Linked DNA regions of Sus scrofa: region 2 is linked to region 1. A link is a contact called in public Hi-C data. All regions are on one chromosome and are shown on one strand. The core of a region is the stretch at or near the end of the contact, and the rest is flanking DNA. Distances in the headings are between cores, read along the strand shown. Region 1 holds the start of VPS37C (vacuolar protein sorting-associated protein 37C). Region 2 holds the start of PRPF19 (pre-mRNA processing factor 19).

Region 1 (2,917 bases), core at 399-2,898:
TCTGCAACTCACTTCACCTGCAGAATGGGCTCACCACCTACCTTGAAGTGTTCCTAGAATCCAGTATGTTCACAAAACCCCTGGCACATGGCAACCAAACAAGAAATCAGATCTACTGCTACCTTAGGAAAAAACAAAACAAAACAAAAAACAGCCACCAAAAGCCGCCCAGATGAAGTCTATAATGAAATTTTTCTACCTAATGGAAATTACAAAGGCACCAAGCCAGACTTCTAAGATAATCTAGGAATAAAAGCTTTTCTGGGCACTATGACTGCCAAGAACCTTCACTTTAGGGTTGCAGTGTCTCATCCCAAGTCTTCAGTCCTATCCAGAATCAGAGTTCAGGCCTGTGCAGGGTCTCGGCTTTGGACAATAGCCAAAGAAAGTCTTTCCTTCCCAAATCCTTGTCACCACCACCTCAAGCTCTAGGGCTGACCATCACAGACCCGAGAGCCCGGTGGCAGCATCCTGGCTGCACCAGTAGGAAATGGGACTCCTGGAAAAGAGGCAAGGAGCCAATGAAGACGGTGGAAAAGGCCTGAATCAGCAATGGTATTACTGGGATACTGAAGTGAAAGGAAGTGCTTCTGTGAAGTTTCCAGAGCTAAGGGTGGACATTCCAGGGTGAGTGAGCCTAGACAGTGGGTAGCTGAGAAAGCACTGACTCGTCTCAGGGGCTGAAACCCTGAGGTGTAGAGTCAACTCTGCCAATAAACACAAACACACACACACACACACACACACACACACACACACCACTGCTCTCTGAACTCAGGAGAACCAGGTACATACTGGAGATACACACACACCAATGCCCTTTGCACCCAGCAGGTGCAGGACTATGCACTGGTCAGTGATGCTGAGCAGTCTAAGTCCAGGTCCAGAATAAAGGATAAGAACGACCCCAAGGCTGAAAAGCCACATTCTCACTGCCCTGAGAAATGACATAGGCCAGGGAGTTAAAGACCTGAGCGCCCCTCAGAACCCACTAAGCGGCACTCCTGCTGGCAAGTCAGATCCCACTCTTAGGCCTGTTTCCCCACCTGCACAACGGGTAAACCTGTTCTAACGTCACCAGACTGGTGACCAGCAAGACGCTCAAGTACGAGGAAGGGGGCGGGGCTGGAGGCGCAACCTGCGCGGGGAGCTCGGGCAATGCCTCTTTCCCTCCCTCCCGCCCTCCCACGGCGAGGGGCCGGGGCGCCAGCTCTCAGCGGGAGTCACGCGCCCCTTACGCCCAATCACCAGCTTCTGCCGGAGTGAGGCGGGCAGGCGGGGGTGAGCTGGGAGCGATTGCCAGCGCCGCCCCCATCCCCATCCTTGCCCCTCCCCGGGCCCCAGCTCACCTACCCCTACCGCGGCCGCCGCCACCGCCGTCGCGGGTTAAATCGCAGCCGGAGTCCACACTTCCGGGGTCCTGGAGGCCCGCCCCCCCGCCGGATGTGACCCCCCCTCCAACGTCCGGGCGCTGGGAGCGAGGCCAAGCCACTCGTCCGGCAACACGTCGGGCGCGCTGCGGGCCTCAAAGTCACCACGATACCGCACCCCCGCCCCCAACACATATACACTCGCTGCCAGCCGGGACCACACCCACGACAGGGCCCACGAGACCACACCCGCGCGCAGTGGACGCCCGGCCCCGCCCCCCGCAGGCCATTGCCCCGCCCCCAGAAGGGGCCGCCCATTGGGCGGAACCCAGACGGCCCTGAGCGAGTGCGCCTGCGCAGGAGTCCAATGACTTTGCTGGCAGTCGCTAGAGGCTCCCCTAGATTTAACCGAGCTCGGCCTTGGGAAAGCCGCTAAAGCGGATCAAAAGAGCCCCGAAAGGAAAAGAATGGAATCCCAGCACCGAAGGGACTCCTTAGATGTCTGAGATCAGACTGCGGAACCCCAACGCAGACTAGAGGGATCACAGCCCTAGGTGTCCCCTCGCAAACAGCAGTCTCCTGCCAATATGGCAGGGTCCTGAAAACAACTCTGAGTAGTTTCTCCAAAAGTAACCTGTTTCCCAGGGCCGTAGGTTACATTTAGTCCATTCTGTGTGGACTAAAATAAAATAACAGACGGCCTTATACATCCTCACTTGCCCAGAATTACAAGGCTGATGTCTCGTGAAGCAAGGTCCTGACACTACTACCTCTCTCTTTCCTTGGCAGCTTGTACTGGACAGACAACCAGGCCTGGAGGCGAAGTCCATTACCTGTTTGGCCTCCCAACAGCGTCTGTTATTGCAGCTTTGTAAGAATAGGACCTCAGGAGGAGAGCTGCCATAGACCAAGGAAACCGGCCACCCCAATTCAAAACCTTATTAGATGTTGAATTAAGACCATCGTTGCTAGTGACAGAAATCCAATTCAAAGCAGCTTCTGCAAAGTGTAAATTATTGTGTCACTTAACAATAAAATCCAGGGGTGATGGTAGTGCCAGGAACAGCAATATTCAAGGCCTCATTCTCCTAATTTGACTCTGTTCTTTTCCTTTCCGCAGATAGTCCCAAATTTTCTATTTCAAATGCTAGAGAGAACGGATCTGATTGGCTAAGATAATCCCCATTGCTCCAAGTGGGCAGAATTTACTTTCTTGCCTCCTCAAAGGCTGTCAGGCAGCCTATGAATTAACGACCATTGGGTCAGGTGATCACTGTTCTCCAATGAATGGTCACCTCTTAGAGTACAGGAGAGATCAGTGAGGAAGGCAGTCTCAGCTATTTGACCCATCTTGAGACACCAGTACCGCTTTTGAGAGATGCCATGACTGGTTTTGCAAACATTTATTTCACTTTGAATATGATGTCAGAGTGGCTCCCATTGACAACAGCTTCTGGAAAGCTGGGTTGAAACTCTTTCCAAGGGGTGCGGAGGGCCAGGGCAGATGACTTTAACCTTTAGTTATAAGCCCTTTTGTGCTATATACT
Region 2 (2,799 bases), core at 136-2,635, 240 kb before region 1:
GAGACACACACAAACCTCACTTAAACCTCAGGCTAAAGCCTAGATGGATTCTCAAAGAGATGTGACAAGTGCTATAATAAGAGAAAGCATTTACGTGGTGTTTACTAGGTGCCAAGCACAGCCTGTAAACACTTCCCATTGCTTAAATCATCCCCACAACAACCCCCAACTGAGGTATCATTTACACCCTTGAGGATAGAGATTATAGCTGGCTTCCGACTTCCAGGACAAGGCAGATGCCCAGCAGGCGCTCAGTAAACATCTAAGAGATGAGCCAAAGAGAGGAAGGATGGAGCTTCCTTAAGGGCTTCCTTAAGATTGAAACAATGAATGTGAAAATACTTGGCACACTATAATTTCTTTAAGGTGTACCTTTCCTTTATCTAGTCACATTTCCCTTCCCCCTTTCTTTCCTTTTTTTTTCTTTTGGATTTATGGAAAGGTTCTGAGAGGAGTAAAGGGCCTGAGAGTTAGGAAGCAAAGAAAGAAAAGGATGAGAGACTAATAACCCAATAACAATGAGTACAAAATATCACAATAAAATACCGAAAGGAAAGACAGGTCAAGGCATTTGAAAAAAGCACAGATTCATGGTCAGGGAGAACCTGACTCCATCACCCAGCTCTACCACTTACTAGCTGTACTGTTTTACAAAAGCCACATTCTGCTTCAGCCTTACATCCTTATCTGTAAAACAGGATCTTTATTTCTGCTCTGGAGAAATGAGAACATAACAAGATCACAGTCTTGCAAACGAGCTGTAAATCAACAGAGGCTTTATAAAAGTGCGCTGTTTTCAGCAGTCCGTAAAGGGTGAGGCTGGAAGCCAGGTCCCTGGCTCCCAGCCCTGTCACAGCCTGTAACTCACTGTCCGACCTTTGCAAATTGCAGAAGCTCTGCCTACCCGAGCAGGGCCTCAGACAACATCCAGTGCCAAGGCCCTCATTTTGCAGATGGGGAAACTGAGGCCCGCATCCTTGCGCCACATCACAAAGCCAATCTGAGGCGGATCCTGCACGAGCCCTCGCATTTCCTAATTTCTACAGCAGAGCTGTTTCCCCTGCACCAGCTCCCTCTATCCAGGCCTCTGTTCAACTGCGCAAACAAGGTGGGTGGCCTCGGCGCTGCCTGCGACAATACACTTGAGGCGTTATGTAAACTGTGAAGCGTTGCGCAAATGCACCCCACGCTTGAGGAGGAGGACCCCCGGGGCTGACAGGCCGCCGCCCTGCCCCCCCGGGAGCCGCGTTTTCACCTCCACCCCCGCCCCGGCGCCGCAGAGGCCCGCAGATCCTCCCACTCGGCTCTGTGGCCTCCTGCGCCCAGCGATCGGCCACAGGCGATACTCACTAGAGCAGATCAGGGACATGTTGCCGTAGCTGCGCTCCGAGGCTCCTCACACCTGGCTTCGGATCAGCTTCTGAGCCCGCGGGGCCCACTTCCGGTTCCCCGCTGCTTCCGGGACGCTCCGCGCAAGCGGGGAGCGACCCCGCTGGACGATGCTCCCGCAACGTTTCACGTGGGACAGCGGCTGGTCGCGCGCCTCAGCCTCCAGCTTTTAACGGAAACTGTCCTTTCCCAGAATGCAACCGGGCAGGAAAGGGCGCGCCAGGAAGTACTCGGCTATTTCCGGGCCCGCTCGGCTCCTTTCGTAAAGCTCTCTTGGGGTTGGGGGAAAGGAGAGCCGAAACTACATTTCCCGTGATGCAGTGGGAGTTTTAATCCAATCAACTCAGTAATTTTTTAAACCAATCAACTCAGAAACTTTAAACCAATCGACTCTTTTGAGACCGGAGCGGGAAGGGGGGGCCTTGGGATCGTAGTCTTGCAAACGCTGTTGCGAGCGAGAATTACCCCGCTTCTCAAAACGCATCTTCCTGGGGTCCGCTGAAGAGAGCGTTTTCCATGGCTGCTCCCACGTGATTCTTGACAAGTGTTTCTCGGAGTACCCTTTGAAAGGTCCAAGGAAGAAGGCGCGGATGCTGATAGGTGAAAAAACTTTTCTGATGGCTGGGTTCTCCGCTAGACTGTAAATTCCATGATGGCAGGAACCACAGTTGTTCTGGTTATTGTTGTTTCTAAGAGGCTGACACAGTACCTGAAATATAGCAGGACTGTCACAACTATTGTTGGTTGAATGCCAGGCATTTTAAGTACTCAGATGTGGTAGGAAATAAAATGGATCCATTTATACATGCACCCCAATGTTCACTGCAGCACTATTCACAATAGCCAAGACTTGGAAACAACCTAAGTGTCTATCAACAGATAAGTGGATTAAGAAGATGTGGTACATATATACAGTGGAATACTACTCAGCCATAATGAAGAACAAAATAATGCCACTTGCTGCAACAGAGATGTAACTAGAGATGATCATACTAAGAAAGAGAAAGACAAATACCACGTAATAACACATGTGGAACCTAAAATATGGCACAAGTGAACCTATATACAAAACAGACCCACGGACAAGAACAGACTGGTAGTTGCCGAGGGAGAAGGATGGACTGGGAGCTTGGATGTAGTAGATGCAAACTACTATATTTAGAATAGTTGGACTGGAGTTCCTGTTGTGGCTCAATGGGTTAAGAACCCAACATGGTGTCCATGAGGATATGGGTCCATGGCCTCCCTCGGTGGGTTAAGGATCCAGTGCAAGCTTCAGTGTAGGTCAAAGGTGTGGCTCAGATCCTGTGTTGCTGTGGTGCAGGCTGGCAGCTGCAGCTCCAATTCAACTCCTAGCCCAGGAACTTCCATATGCCAAAGGTATGGCCATAACAAGAAAAAAAATCAGAG

The links. A called contact is a pair of places that touch in the nucleus more often than the background predicts.
Region 2: a contact with region 1 is called in a Hi-C map of liver, with 4 times the contacts expected there. The contact joins the promoter of PRPF19 here to the promoter of VPS37C in region 1. A contact is called at or near these places in 2 of 5 promoter capture datasets (fetal liver and fetal skeletal muscle), 4 of 47 Hi-C or Micro-C datasets (heart right ventricle, liver and skeletal muscle) and 1 of 2 datasets of contacts at active chromatin or transcription factors (alveolar macrophages).

What each region holds. Positions count from the first base shown.
Region 1 is chr2:10,612,929-10,615,845 of Sscrofa11.1, reverse strand. It overlaps VPS37C (vacuolar protein sorting-associated protein 37C), which reads right to left and starts at 1,648. Exons shown (of 6, transcript XM_021082961.1): 1 at 1,354-1,648.
Region 2 is chr2:10,850,365-10,853,163 of Sscrofa11.1, reverse strand. It overlaps PRPF19 (pre-mRNA processing factor 19), which reads right to left and starts at 1,385. Exons shown (of 16, transcript NM_001128457.1): 1 at 1,351-1,385. The coding sequence starts at 1,369.